Linked DNA regions of Gossypium hirsutum: region 1 is linked to region 2. The links are chromatin contacts, called in public Hi-C maps. All regions are on one chromosome and are shown on one strand. Each heading gives the region's core, a stretch centred on a gene start, on an enhancer-like site or on the middle of the called end of the contact. The rest is flanking DNA. Distances are from core to core; before and after follow the strand shown. Region 1 holds the start of LOC107892181 (cytochrome c1-2, heme protein, mitochondrial). Region 2 holds the start of LOC107892189 (prohibitin-3, mitochondrial).

Region 1 (7,279 bases), core at 873-3,372, 430 kb before region 2:
AACATTTCCAAAAGAGCAATAACAATACCTATGCGGTCCTCCACGAGGAATCGGGATCTCAGTCCGCCACTCTTTCTCCAATGCCTTGCATCTTTCACTGCTATACTCCAATGCTCCAATCCCGGTGTGTGGCGGTTCTCTTTGCTGCCTCCCATCACATGGAGTCTGCCTTTCCATAACTGAGTTGCTGGCGCATACCTGAAATTTTTTCAATGTTGAAAAAAAGTTAGTTCATTCGACATTTATCCAAGTTCAGTGTGGTTCATACAATCACATATCGGTGTCACATACCTTGGGGCTGGCAAAGGAGGCAAGCTTTGCCATTCCCTTGTTTGAGTATCAAGAACATAAGTACGAGATGTCGGGGCCCGACATTGGGGACCATATTGACCTGACACTACATATATGTATCTCCCATCACTTGCTACTCCTAGATGTGAATTCGCCATGTCTTTTGGTGTATCGAACTTGGCACACCATGTATTATCAGTGAAATTAAACACATCAACATGAGAGTGCACCTGTTGTTGAAAATCAAATAAACATCAATTACATTCATCCATTCAATCTAATCAACAATTTAAAACCAAAGTGTTCATAGATTGATAAACTTACATGGTCAAGGGTACCATATCCTGAAAGAACATAGAAAAGGTTGTTAATTTGTATAGCTGAACCATCAAGGCGTGGAACTGGTGCTGATGGCATTTGTTCCCATGCCAAATCTGGTGCTGGTAAATCCGCAAATGTTGCTGATAAAAATCTCTTCTTTTTCCCAATCTAAAATTTTACAAATAACATAGCAAAAAAAAAAATCTATCACCAAAAGAACAAATTTTTAAAGAGAGGGAAAGACAAAAAAAAGACAAAACCTTGTCGTCAACGTTGTGTTGTTGTTGTTGAGAAACAAAGATACGAGGTTTTTGAGACACCCAATTGGATGCAAACCTAAGATATGAAGAGCTAAAAGAAGAAGAAGATGCCCACAAGAGATCTACAATGCAAGCCAATCCCAAAAGACAAAAGAATAGAACAAATATAAATTTTGTGTAACTGTTGTTGCTCTTGCTTTGATGTTGATGGTGGTGAGGTAGATTTTTGCCCATTTTTCTTTTTGCAGGTTCATAAGAGTATTGCTCATCTCCATTTATTTATTAGAACGTAAAGGGAATACAGGGGTTGGAGGAGAAAAAAGAAAGACAGCTTGAGACAGCAGTAACTTTGAACTCTGCTCAAAATGTTGGGCGCCAATGGTTTTTCATTGCCTTTTGAAGTTCACTAATTCTTGGGTAAATTACATCTCATATCCTAAATTATGCTTCAAAATTTACATTAGTCCTAAACTATAATACTCAAAGTATCGGTTAGGTCCTTTTAGCATTTGGATAACTTGGGAATCGTATGCCACGAGTGTTTTAAAAATCAGGATAGTGGTTGAACGGTTTAAACTATGTTCAACATTCGATTTGATCAATCATATAAAAATAAATAATAAAAATATTCATAAAACATAAAAAATATATATAAAATCCGTTCAACTGATTCAAATTTTTGACTTTTTGTTCTGACTTCCAATTTTTTATTAGTTTTGAGCAGTTCATTTAGAGGTCGATTCAACTTCTATATTCAGACTAGTATATCAATCAATTCGGTTCAAATAACACTAAATATTACATAAAAACTATATTTTTTATTAGACTCATGCTTATTTAGCATCCAAATTAATAATTAGATTAACGAAAGAACCTAATTGATATGATACTAATATTTTAAAAACTCAATTCGAGCATTTTAAAATTTAGAACTTGTTTAAAACATGAATCATAACTTGAGGATGTACTGTGGAATTAATCCTTTAATTTTATGTGTCTTCCGAGGTTGAAAATTCAAGGGCAATCCTCGGCAGTTGTTTTCATGGTCGGTCGGTGGATGCAATGGGCTGTCTCTGCAAGGAAAAAAGGGGCCTGTCTGTTTTCTTTTTATTTATTTGTGGAGTCTCCTTTATGGGCTGGTTTTATTGCTGTCCACTACTTGGGTCTCATGTCACTGAAAAGACCAAACACAAGACCTGGCAGTTTTCAAGGCCATCCTAAAAGCCCAAAACCTTACTGTCTGTTGGTGGACACGCGACTCGACTAAATCTCAATCACTGTTTTTTTTTCCTACTATAATTTATGCTGTTTTCTCTTATACTTTCCGTTTTGTTCCTTTGGATCTGTGAGGCAGCCGCCGGTTCCTTTGACCACCACCACCGCCACCTCTCTGTGATCAACCTTCACTCTCTTTTTCAAGTTAGTTCTCTGTCTTATGCTCTCTTCACATCTTCTTTTAATCTTTGGGTTTATTATTTTTATTATTTTTTCCTCCATAGTTGTTGGATCTGCCCCCAGATCCTCTATGTTAGGGTTTTCAAGTTCCTCCTTTTTTCATTTTAAACTTTAACCTTTTTTTGGCTTCCTTATGCTATTCCTTTGATTGGGTTTACTGTTCTTTGTGTATTGTATGTTTATCCTTTGATTTTATGATTACCCACTTGTTTCAACACTGTTAAAGCTTTTCCTTTTTGTAGAATTTAATGATTATTTGACTGAAAAAAAGGAACCTTTATATGAATTCTCTTTTTAATCTCATTTTGTCCTTTTTTTTTAACATTTTAATTGTAAATATACATTTGCTTATTAAGTTTCAGCTGAACTTTTCAGGGAAATTAACTGAAATGGCTGGAGGATTAATCCACCAGGTTTTAAGGAGGAAATTTCAATCACAGTCTGCTGTAAGATTCTTTCCTAGTTTTCCTTCATTGATGTTAAACTTATACTTACCTATGGAATGAGGTCATGAAGACCATGCAATCTACATGGTTCTTACTGGATTTTCTTACATAATCTAGAAATATTTTGCTACATGGATTCTAGTATTTGTTGAATTGTAGCAAGTTTTCATTCATTGATCCTAGTTTTCTACTTTCCTCAAGATGAATTCTAACTTTTAAGGCAAGCTTTGTCCAATTGCGGTATGTTTTCATCCTATATTACTCTTACTTGGGTGCTAATGTCTGATATGCAAGTGTGCATTGAGATGGGTATGATCAGATTTTTTAAAGTTTTTCCATGTATTTGGAGTATCCTTGGATGTTTATCTTCATACTCAAGTGTCGGATACGAGTCTTGGACATGTGTACTTCATGAACAATGAAGAGTCAGAGCAAAAAAAGTTTTCATCTCTGAATAATAATGAAAAGTTTCTATAGGATTTAACCTGGAATGGTTTTCTCCCAGTTACCAATACTTGTTCTGTATTATTGCTCAGGTTCAAGCTTTATCATGGTTTTCATCAAGGAAAGTTAATGACGATGCGGGTTCTGCTGGTATGAGGACTGTTGCACTCCTTGGAGCTGGTGTTTCAGGTTTACTAGGTTTTGCAACAGTAGCATCTGCTGATGAGGCAGAACACGGTTTAGGAGTTGCAAATTATCCTTGGCCTCACGCAGGCATCCTCAGTTCATATGACCATGCTTCGTGAGTTTTATGCCTTTCCTTGCTCTTTTTTGTTATGTGCACAAAAATGAATAAACCTTACTTGGAAAGGAAAAACCTTGTATATCAGTCTCAACATCCAATTGGAGAATTGGAGAAATCTATTTAGAATTTTGCAATATAGTTGTAATATTAGGTTAGCCATTGCCACACATATATTTTACTTTTTGCTGCCAGTGTTAATGATGTGAGATTAATCTTGCATGATCAGGATTCGTCGCGGTCACCAGGTTTACCAGCAAGTGTGTGCATCCTGCCACTCTATGTCCCTAATATCATACCGTGATTTGGTTGGTGTTGCATATACGGAAGAGGAGACGAAGGCTATGGCAGCTGAGATTGAGGTGGTTGACGGTCCTAATGATGAGGGTGAGATGTTTACTCGTCCGGGTAAACTTAGTGACCGCTTTCCTCAGCCATATGCAAACGAACAAGCAGCTAGGTTTGCAAATGGAGGAGCTTATCCTCCAGATCTAAGTCTCATCACCAAAGTAATTCTCGCCTTGCTTTTTAGACCACCGTGGAAGTTATTGGTTATATATAACCTTAAGATATCATACTTGTTTATTTTTTCAGGCTCGTCATAATGGCCAGAACTATGTGTTTGCGCTTCTAACTGGTTACCGTGATCCTCCTGCTGGTGTTATGGTAAGTTCTGCTTTACACTATCTTCTGTGACATGAAATTTTGTTCTAATATCCAATGTTGGAAACATATAGCTTCGTTCAAAGATACTTTGTATTTATATATATTTTGCAATTGGGAGTATACAACGGAAGAGAGAATGTGGGTCTGAAGTTAGGATTAAGTTCTATAGCTCTTCAATTTGATCCATTTTAACTGCTGCTTTCCAATGTCTTGTCTTATGAAAACATACATTTTAAATGCAAGGCCAATGCCTTCCTTTTGCTGTAACCGTTCAGAATTTAACCTTTGATTTCCCCTGAATTGCAGTTCTTTTCGTTGTATAGCTTTTGTATGCATGCTTGTAGCACGTGCATGTACACTTTGCTGTTAATAGCTGGCTACAATTATCTAATCTCAACCGAATATTTTTGGTTGAGGCTCTAGAATAATACCTAAAGTCTTCAATTTTCAACTGTGTAGATTCGTGAGGGGCTACACTATAACCCATACTTTCCAGGAGGAGCAATTGCCATGCCTAAAATGCTTATTGATGGTGCTGTAGAGTATGAAGATGGTACCCCTGCAACTGAAGCTCAGGTCTGTTTCTACCCTTTCATTTCATTCATATTACCTTGCCTATGGGTTTGAGAACCCCCCTAAGTATTTGCATATCATATGGGATACATTTCTCACTCGTCCGTATTATTGTTGTCATATGGTGCACAGATGGGGAAAGATGTGGTGACATTTTTGTCATGGGCGGCAGAACCAGAAATGGAAGAAAGGAAGCTGGTACGTATCATATCATAAATGATTCTCTAGTCTAAAGACCTTGTTCTAACAATTAGAGTTCTGATATTTCCATCATCGAATGCAGATGGGTTTTAAATGGATATTTGTATTGTCATTGGCCTTGCTTCAAGCTGCTTACTACCGACGCTTGAGGTGGTCGGTTCTCAAATCTCGCAGGCTGGTACTTGATGTTGTGAACTAGCCTCCTCCCCCCCAAGTTTCTCGCTTTTTGTGGATTTGATTCGGCAATAATTGCTTATCAGGATGTTCTAGGTTCTGCCATGACCAAAGTGGTGGGTAAGTCTTTTTTTCAGAGTTGAGAAGAAATAAGCTGCTCGACACACATGCATTAAATATTTTTTTTGGTTTAAGACTTGAATTTCATATAGATATCTTTTTGGATATGTTTGAAATCTTGAATCACCGTTCTTAGTGCCGAGTAAGATGAATGGAATCGGTTAAACTCAAAGTATTCGCGACCCTCTTCTTTTACTATATTTCTTTTGCTGAACTAGTTAATCATTGGAGTTTCTTTGCTGAAATTGTTTCTTTTACTATATTATTTATTATAGTTGACTCGAAATTTGAATTTTTTTTTTTAATTTTTTGAATCGAATCAAGTTTTATTCACCCTTAACCTTAATACTTTCTTGATGTCATGAGATAAGAATTTCATTGCTTACAAAGGTTTTTGATGCAAATGAAGCATGCAAAATGCTTTCTTTTCCTTTTATTCCCCTTATAGTGTCATCGTGGTGATTTCGATATCACTTAAGTGTTGTATATTATAAGTAATATTTTGGTAAGAGTCGATATTTTACTAATCAAGTAATTTTATTATACTATAAATTGGATTGGATCAATTTACGTTTAGGAATATTATGTGCGTGAATTTATTCCAGAGAACAAGGTATCAACATAACAAAGATATATGTAAGTAGTATTTGTATTAAGAATTGTTTCAAATATTGTTAAGTAGTAATCATTATAATATTCTTAAATTTAGATTATGAGCCATCTAATTTGATAATAAAAATAAATGCATTTTTTTACTAACAATTAACAAACGAAAAGTAACTTGATTGCAAGTACCCAATCTTCAAGTATTTAATGGACTGTAACTCCTCTAAATATTTCCAAACAGATAGTCCAATGCTTTTGGTCTAAAACTTGTCAAATATGAAAATAGACAAGTAAAATAATGAAACAAGGCCATAAGTTGTGGCCATTGTTTCGGCCACTGAAATAGCCACATAATTTTTCCTTGCCTTCAAATGTGTCAATAATATCTTCTTTTGGCCAATTTTGAACAAACCATATATAGAGAAAAATAAAATCATCAGACAAATTATCCCCCTAAAGATCTCCCCCTTAAACAAATGATCTGAACTACCTCATCTTAAAGTAATATAACCATTAATGTAGGTATTAGCATAGTAAAGACAAAAGTATAAGCTTCTTAACGTGATCCAAAACATGCAAGGGTAGGAGTACAAAACTACTGGATTGAGTGGACATTTGCACACAGAGTAGAAAAATCACCATACTAAATTGATGAGAATTGGAACTCTAAGTTTGTGGTTATTGTTACAAAAAAAAAACATATTTTACTTCATTACTCCCCTTTTTGTTCAATGATTGCAAATGGATCACTGAAGCTGTTTGGCCATGATATCGAACTTCATGACCAATAGCTTACTATTGTGCGCTTTGAGGTCATTGATCTACCTTTCATTGGTAGGAATTCCATTAAAAAGAAACTTTAGGAGTCTCTGATCAACAATTGATGTGCTTGAGGATTTAGAAACTGTGCTAGAATTCTTGCTAACAGTTTTAAGAATTGTTGTGTCTTCAATAGGGGCTTCTCTTGCACATTACTAGGGTCTAGAAGAGCATGCCTGCCTTCTAACCACTTGTGAGAAAACTTCAATTTTGGAGTAATATTCTCATACTTTTTAGTAGTTTTAACAATTTTGTCGTTTTGGAAAAACATGATTTGAAATATGAGAGATGGATAGGGGAGGTTAAGCCTATTGTAAACCTTTTTAACATGATGACTGATCTTTGTGAAGGTCAAGTCTCAAGTATCAAATTGGATTCCTACTCCCACCTTCCTTAGCAAAGCAACCATCTTCTTGATCACATTGTGCCTTTGACTATTGGGAAGCCAATTCCTCGTGGCTATGGCATAAAGTGCAACATAAGTTAGTTCTAGGGCTGATAAGTGAAGTTCTGAACCAATTGGCCATGTGAGGTGAACTTCATTGGTAATTTGGGCGGCAATAGTGTCTTTAAATTCCCTAAATTTCACATTCTTAGTGCAA
Region 2 (6,783 bases), core at 1,207-3,706:
ATCTAAAAGATCCTTAGGAGCCTCATCAATAACTTGTAAGCTTGATTTCCAACTCAAACTGAGTTTAGCAAGACGATCTGCTACCAAATTTTGATTTCTTGGAATGTGCTTTATCCTCCACTCCCCTTCTGAATGCAAAATACGAAGAGTTCTTCGGAGCACAGTAATCCCTGAATCTTCCAAATCCATATCAGTCAAGATCTGAGCAACTTCAAGATTATCTGTCATAATAGTGATACGTTTATAGCCCTTATTAAGTAAAATGAGGATCCCATCAAGAATAGCCCAAACTTCAGCTTCGAACGGGGAGCACATGCCAAGGAATCGGTTAAAACCCACTATCCAATTTCCATCTCGGTCCCGAGCCACTCCTCCTGTTGCATTTGGTTAATAAATAATTTAATAAAAAATTAAAATCTAAAATTTGAAGTCGACTTTATTTACAAAAAAAAATTAAAGTTTCAAACTTGAACATAAATGTGAATGATAATATCATATATAATTTTCGTGTAACTGCAAAAAGAAATAGAAGAAAGAAGTGAAATATTTCTATCGTGATATTTCTATTAGATTTTGTCTTTGTGGGTTAGTTTGAAAAGGAGAGGGGAAGTGGTGGGGATTAGTTGCTGGTGGTTGGAAAATGAAGAAGAAAATGAAAAGGGTTTAAGAGATGTAATTTTGTTGGTGATTGGATGGTATTAAAGTGAGAAAATTTTAGAAGTTTTTGGCAGAAGAAAGATGAAAATGTGTAGAAGTAAGGCAGAAAAAGAAAATAAACATAAGAAAAGAAAAGAAAAAGGGAAGAGGAAAAATAATAATAATAAAAATTGGTACAAGAGGATATCACGACGCTCGATTGGCCATTGTCACAAAAAAATTTCTGACTACAAATTTAGGACAAGTTAAAATAATAATTTTATATTCCAAAATGATAATATCCCATATTCTTTGAACTACCCGAATTCATTTAATTCGTTATCTGAGAACCACCCTAGGAACCCATAGCTCTATCTCATTACTAACATATGTATCAATATTATTCAGCCAATACATAATAATTTAAACAAAAAAAACCCAACATTGAATTCATTAGTACAAGGTTCAACTTTTTTGTTTTTGTTCTCAACCACCCAAATAAGGAAAAAATGCAGATTTATTTATCTTTAGCTTTCTCTTCTTCCTTCATTTTCTTCTCCCACCTGCGTTTCTTATAAGCAAGCAACATCTCAGGCATTTTCTGCATCAAATTAGCAGTAATCTCCCTTCTCTCAGCAGCTATTCTGTCGCACTTGTGACCTTTCATCTTGCTTCTCATCTCTTTCTCCTCTGGATCGTACGACCAATCTTTGCCCGCTAGAAGCATTTCTTTTCAGAGTCTGGGTCGACGCCTAGCGCTGATGCCTAGAGGCTTCCAAGCTCCAAGTTCCCAATAGCCCATACTCCCTTTGATAACTCTACTTTATACTTAGCCAACTTTTCACGCCATGGGTATTGGTATTCTCCCACTGCCTTCACCACAGATTGTGCTGCTTTCCCAGCCATTCTTGAGTCCTATGAGCAAAGAATTTTGATTAAATTGAAATGTGTTGAGACTAGCCAACTTTGATTAATGTCTGAAAGCAAAAAATAGTAAAAGTGTCATGGAGCCGCTGTACTAGGAATTTAATCAACCCCAACAAAGAAACATCCATTCAGCAGAAAAATCAATCAACCCCAACAAAGAAGAAAAGAGGAAAAAGTGTTTCTTCTTCTTATGGGGTTTGAAGTAAAATGAAGAGAGATCAACTGGGTAGTGTATGAAAAAAGGAAATAGGAAATGAGTTTCCTCTGTTTGATTTCTAGGAGTTTAATGGCACAATATAAAAAGAAAGACAAGTAAAAGAAGTTACCTTTCTTGAGAGCTCGTAAAATTGAATCCTTACGCCTCCCTTTGTTGGATTCAAATTTGGGGGTTTTCGATTTTTCTGGATTGAAACTGAAACGAAAAGGGAATCCTTTTGGGCTAATCCGGGCTCATTGTTTAGCGCTTAAATAGGAAGCTAACCCACTTTAAAATCCGGCTTTATTTATGATTAGGCCTTTGAATTATACTATTTTCTCACTTTAATAAGAGAATTATTATTTTCATCCTATTTTATCTGAAAATTTATTAGCACCCAATAAGAATGTGTCAAGTAGCATGTATTTGGTAATTTAAGAACTAAAGTTGTACAAAAAGAAGTTTAGGTGTGAAATTGAAAAATTAATATTGGTAAAAGGCTAAACCGTAGCTTATGCTTATTTTAGTCCCTAAAGTAATTTTCTTTTTCTATTTTGATCTTTAAATGTTTTTTTGGCCCACTTCAATTCTTAACGTTAACACATGACTGAACCTATGAACTTATAATAACGTTAGGGACTAAAGTGAGAAAAACAGTATTTTTAGGGACTAAAATATGCATTAAGCCCCTCTCTATATAAATATATGTAGATAAACCCTAATAATAACCCCCACTTGCCCAAAAAAATCAAAAATCCCTGTCAACCGGCAGAAAGCAAATCAAACAAGGAATTCCAGAAAAATGGGAAGCAATCAAGCTGCAGTGTCTTTCTTAACCAACATCGCACGCGCAGCTTTTGGCCTCGGTGCCGCTGCAACTCTCCTCAATGCCTCCATGTACACCGTGGACGGTGGCGAAAGAGCTGTAATCTTTGATCGTTTAAGAGGAGTGTTGGACAAAACGGCCGAAGAAGGTACCCACTTTTTGGTCCCATGGCTGCAGAAGCCTTTCATCTATGATATCCGTATGAAGCCTCACACCTTCTCATCTATTTCCGGAACCAAGGATCTCCAGATGGTTAATCTCACTCTTCGAGTCCTTTCTAAACCTAAGGTAATCAAGAAAGCCTTTTTTTTTTATTCAAATTAAATGGGTTTTCTTTTACATATATGTATGAAGAACTAAATCTTGATTAGGCATGACTTTTTTGTATGTAATTATGAAATGGGTTAATGAAGGTTCTGGTTTTTGCTTTTTGCATTTTAAGAAAAGAAAAGGCTTTTTTGATGCTATGACCGGAGTTCTGATTCTACTAACATTGTAGTTTTGATCATGTATGTATGCTTGATGAATGCTACGGTTTAGTTTGTTATTTAAATATTAATGTTTGATTGGTTGTATTTTTGCGAAAAAGGTGGATAAGCTTCCTGAAATTTATCAACGCCTTGGTCTTGAGTACGATGAGAAAGTGCTTCCCTCCATTGGAAATGAGGTGTTGAAAGCTGTGGTTGCACAGTTCAATGCTGATCAGCTTCTCACCGAGCGTCCCCAAGTGTCTGCATTGGTCCGGAATTCACTGACACAGCGTGCGAGGGACTTTAACATTGAGCTAGCCGATGTAGCGATTACACACTTGTCATATGGTGCCGAATTCTCAAGAGCAGTGGAGCAAAAACAGGTGGCACAACAGGAGGCAGAGCGGTCGAGGTACGTTGTGGCAAAAGCTGATCAGGAAAGGAGGGCTGCTGTTATCCGAGCAGAAGGTGAAAGTGAGGCTGCGAAGTTAATTTCGGAAGCAACTCTGACTGCTGGTATGGGACTGATTGAGCTAAGGAGGATTGAGGCATCAAGGGAAATAGCTGGAACCCTTGCTAAGTCACCCAACGTGCAATATATTCCTGGTGGACAAAACATGCTTCTCGCTATGAATCCATCTAGGCCATGATGGTAATTTCCTTTTTCATTACCTATATATGTGTCATGGCATATACAGTTATTGTTACATCACTACTTATCATGCTCTCTCAATAATCTCTGTGTCAAACATTGCATGAATTTGCTGACTGAAAATGGATACTGGTGTTTATTTTCTGTTGTTATTACATAGTACTTGATTTAACTGTTACCGAGAGAATGAATTTTTTGAAGACTATATTTGCTTATCTGCGGTGAGGCTGTTTAGCAACTTGCTCTAGCTTTCATTAGGTCATATTTGTCTGCATCTGAATTGTTTCAACTAATTATGAAGTATGGTTCCTTTCAACATCCTCTTATTAATGCATTGTTCCTATTTTGATATTAGATGCCAAATGTCAGTTTCAGGGATGAATACATACAGAATGGAATACATACAGAATGGAGATTTCGAACCTTCCAAGTAAAGAACTGTTACAATTAACGAATGAAGGAAGTAATAGATTTAGAAAGGAAGCAACGTAAAATAAACCAAATTTGATACCTTGCTGCTAAGGCAAAATTTGCCTCTGCCAATCTATGAGTCTCTTCCTTATCGCGTATGGCATTGCCACTCCCTTTGGCAGCATCTACTAATTCAGAACTTAATTTGAAAGTGATACTTTGACTCAAATGTTTTTCGGGGTGCTGCTAATAACCAACGAATGGGAAGTGATTTTCCTTGTATGGATCCTATTTCAATGGGAACTTGATGTAGCTTAGAAGTACGAATGCCTACAGTCATCTGCTCTCCTCATAAGTTTATAATATGTAATCGGGTTTTAACATCATTTAGTATTTTTATTCTGTTTTGATTACATGGCTCATGCAATTATGATACCTTCATAGAAGGCTGTATGTGTAATTCTACAATTTGTAATTCAGGCCTTATGGTGAAGATCGACTATGATATTTCACTGCTGTTTTAATGGTTCTGCTTTTGTTTTCCCTTCTGGTTGTTGCAGGAGCTTATGACTTGGAACGAGGCTCGACTGGTTGTGAATTTACGTATTTTTATTGCATTATCATTGATGGGAACTTTGTGATGTTTGAAACCATCTTATGTCTAGGAAAAAGAAAATAAAGTTTGAAGGACCATGCTTAGCTTTAAGGTGTTTTTGATGTCCAGTTGGAGAACATATGCCTTTTAGAATTAGATTACTAGTAGAAATCAGTGATTTTAGAACTTTAAAGATGGTTTTGATGCTAAATATATGTCCACTTCTCATTGTTCCCAAAGTATTCCTTAATCTTACCATGTAAGGTTGCTTATTGATAATAAAATTCTTCGACGGTATCAGTTAATCATTGTTGTTCACTAGTGGATACTTAATGGTCTGTTGGCATAAATCTCACTGAAGCAATTTGCAAGACTAATAACCATAAATATATAAAAAGTACCTGTTTAGTTCTTTAGTACTTCTACATCCAGTGGGGGCGTAAGTTGGAAGGTGGGTCAAAGCTTGAATGAGATCATTTTTCATTTCTTGTACCGCCAATGTCCTCTTCCACGTCATATCCGAACGTTTGCTTTCTTTTTTTTGATTTTCTACGTAACCCAAACAGACCCTATGCATTTCCTATCTGACTTATATCATCATGCAAAGCTTGTAAGACCTCATCCGGTGGTGATTGAGGGATTTTCAGTCCCAGTGCCCGATAGCCTCACAGTCCAGTTCAATTGTAACAGCGAACGAATTCTTCGCTGTAGTAGGTTGCTATGGCCATCACACTTGGAGATCATCCGCACAATACTCGTATTATCAGATTCAATGGTTAGCTGCTTAATACTCAGCTCCCAAGCCATTCAAAATCCCTCGTATATGTCCCATAGCTCTGCATCAAAGGCTGAGCATTTCCCTATAATTTTGATGAAATCATTCACCCAATAGCCTCTATGTAACAATTCGATTTTTTTCGGTGATAACAAATGCGGTTTCGAAATTTTGTTTCTATAAATTGAGTTTGTAAGGATAAAATTAGAAGATGTACGGTATTAGTATGAAAATATATTAAAGATCGGTTAAGTAATTTAACAGAGAAAATCGTTAATTAAAACTCAGATTAAATTATAAAAGTTCAATCACTATTAAATTTTAAATTAGAAAATGTTTGAGGACTTAATTAGCAATTATCCAAAGAGCCTAAATAATTACGAAACCATGGTTTCTTGTACTATAGCGGATGATAACGACGGTGATTAATTAACTTTACAATTAAATAAACATGGTTTCTTTAACCATGGTTTCTTTAACTAAACATGATTAAATTAAATAAATTAAGTGTTGATAGTAATATATAAGCAAGTTAGTGGAGAGAGAAATTAACATCGCCCATCTTGTCCTTCCTTCAATCGTCTAAACTATTAAGAAGAAAGAAAAACATTAATTTTCTTAAGCAAACATTCGGCCACCAATTCACTAAGGGAATTAAGCTAAATCTTTAATATTTTTATGGAATTTGAATAATGAGAATTTGATCTAGTTAGTTCATGTGTTAATTTCTTCAATCGTTTGATGTTTAGCAAGTTGTCATTAAAGCATAATTAATGAAATTAAGCTTGAAATTAAAGAGATTGTTAAATAGTGAATTTAGATTATGTTAAAGATGAAGTTAGAAATTAAGTGAAGTTTGTTAGAAGATTTTGTGACATTAGGGAAAAAATTAAATAAAGTGAAAGCTATCATGAAATTATGTTATAGATAAATAGTATAGGGTCCTAAATATAAGGATGTGAAATCAGATTTTGAACCGATGTTAAATATAAGAAAAATGAGTATTTCATATATAAGGACTAAAATGAATAAAATGTAAAATATGTTGATTTTGAGTTTGAATGTGATTTAGATACGGACTAATGCCATTGTCTTAATTAAATTATTAAACGTAACTAAGATGATGTCGGGTCATCTTGAGAGAAAGGAAAAACGAGATTATAGACGAGTAAAGGAAATACGATTTGTATTTTTATGATTTGAGTTCAATATGCATGTATGCATGATTTGTTAAAAACTAGCTTATGGAGGTAAGCTTTCTATTGTCTTATGATTTAGTTTGCATATGATGATAT

What was found. Hi-C and Micro-C count contacts between places; a contact is called where the count stands out from the background.
Region 1: a Hi-C map of leaf shows a contact between it and region 2, with 3 times the contacts expected there. The contact joins the promoter of LOC107892181 here to the promoter of LOC107892189 in region 2. A contact is called at or near these places in 12 of 34 Hi-C or Micro-C datasets (callus, hypocotyl, leaf and 2 more).

What each region holds. Positions count from the first base shown.
Region 1 is chrD09:11,813,193-11,820,471 of Gossypium_hirsutum_v2.1, reverse strand. LOC107892181 (cytochrome c1-2, heme protein, mitochondrial) reads left to right here and starts at 2,122. Exons shown (of 8, transcript XM_016817191.2): 1 at 2,122-2,291; 2 at 2,690-2,773; 3 at 3,310-3,518; 4 at 3,748-4,027; 5 at 4,113-4,184; 6 at 4,644-4,760; 7 at 4,890-4,955; 8 at 5,041-5,424. The coding sequence starts at 2,175. The coding sequence ends at 5,157. It also overlaps the pseudogene LOC107893006.
Region 2 is chrD09:11,384,807-11,391,589 of Gossypium_hirsutum_v2.1, reverse strand. LOC107892189 (prohibitin-3, mitochondrial) reads left to right here and starts at 2,456. Exons shown (of 3, transcript XM_016817202.2): 1 at 2,456-2,873; 2 at 3,175-3,707; 3 at 4,679-5,018. The coding sequence starts at 2,562. The coding sequence ends at 3,705. It also overlaps the pseudogene LOC107892190.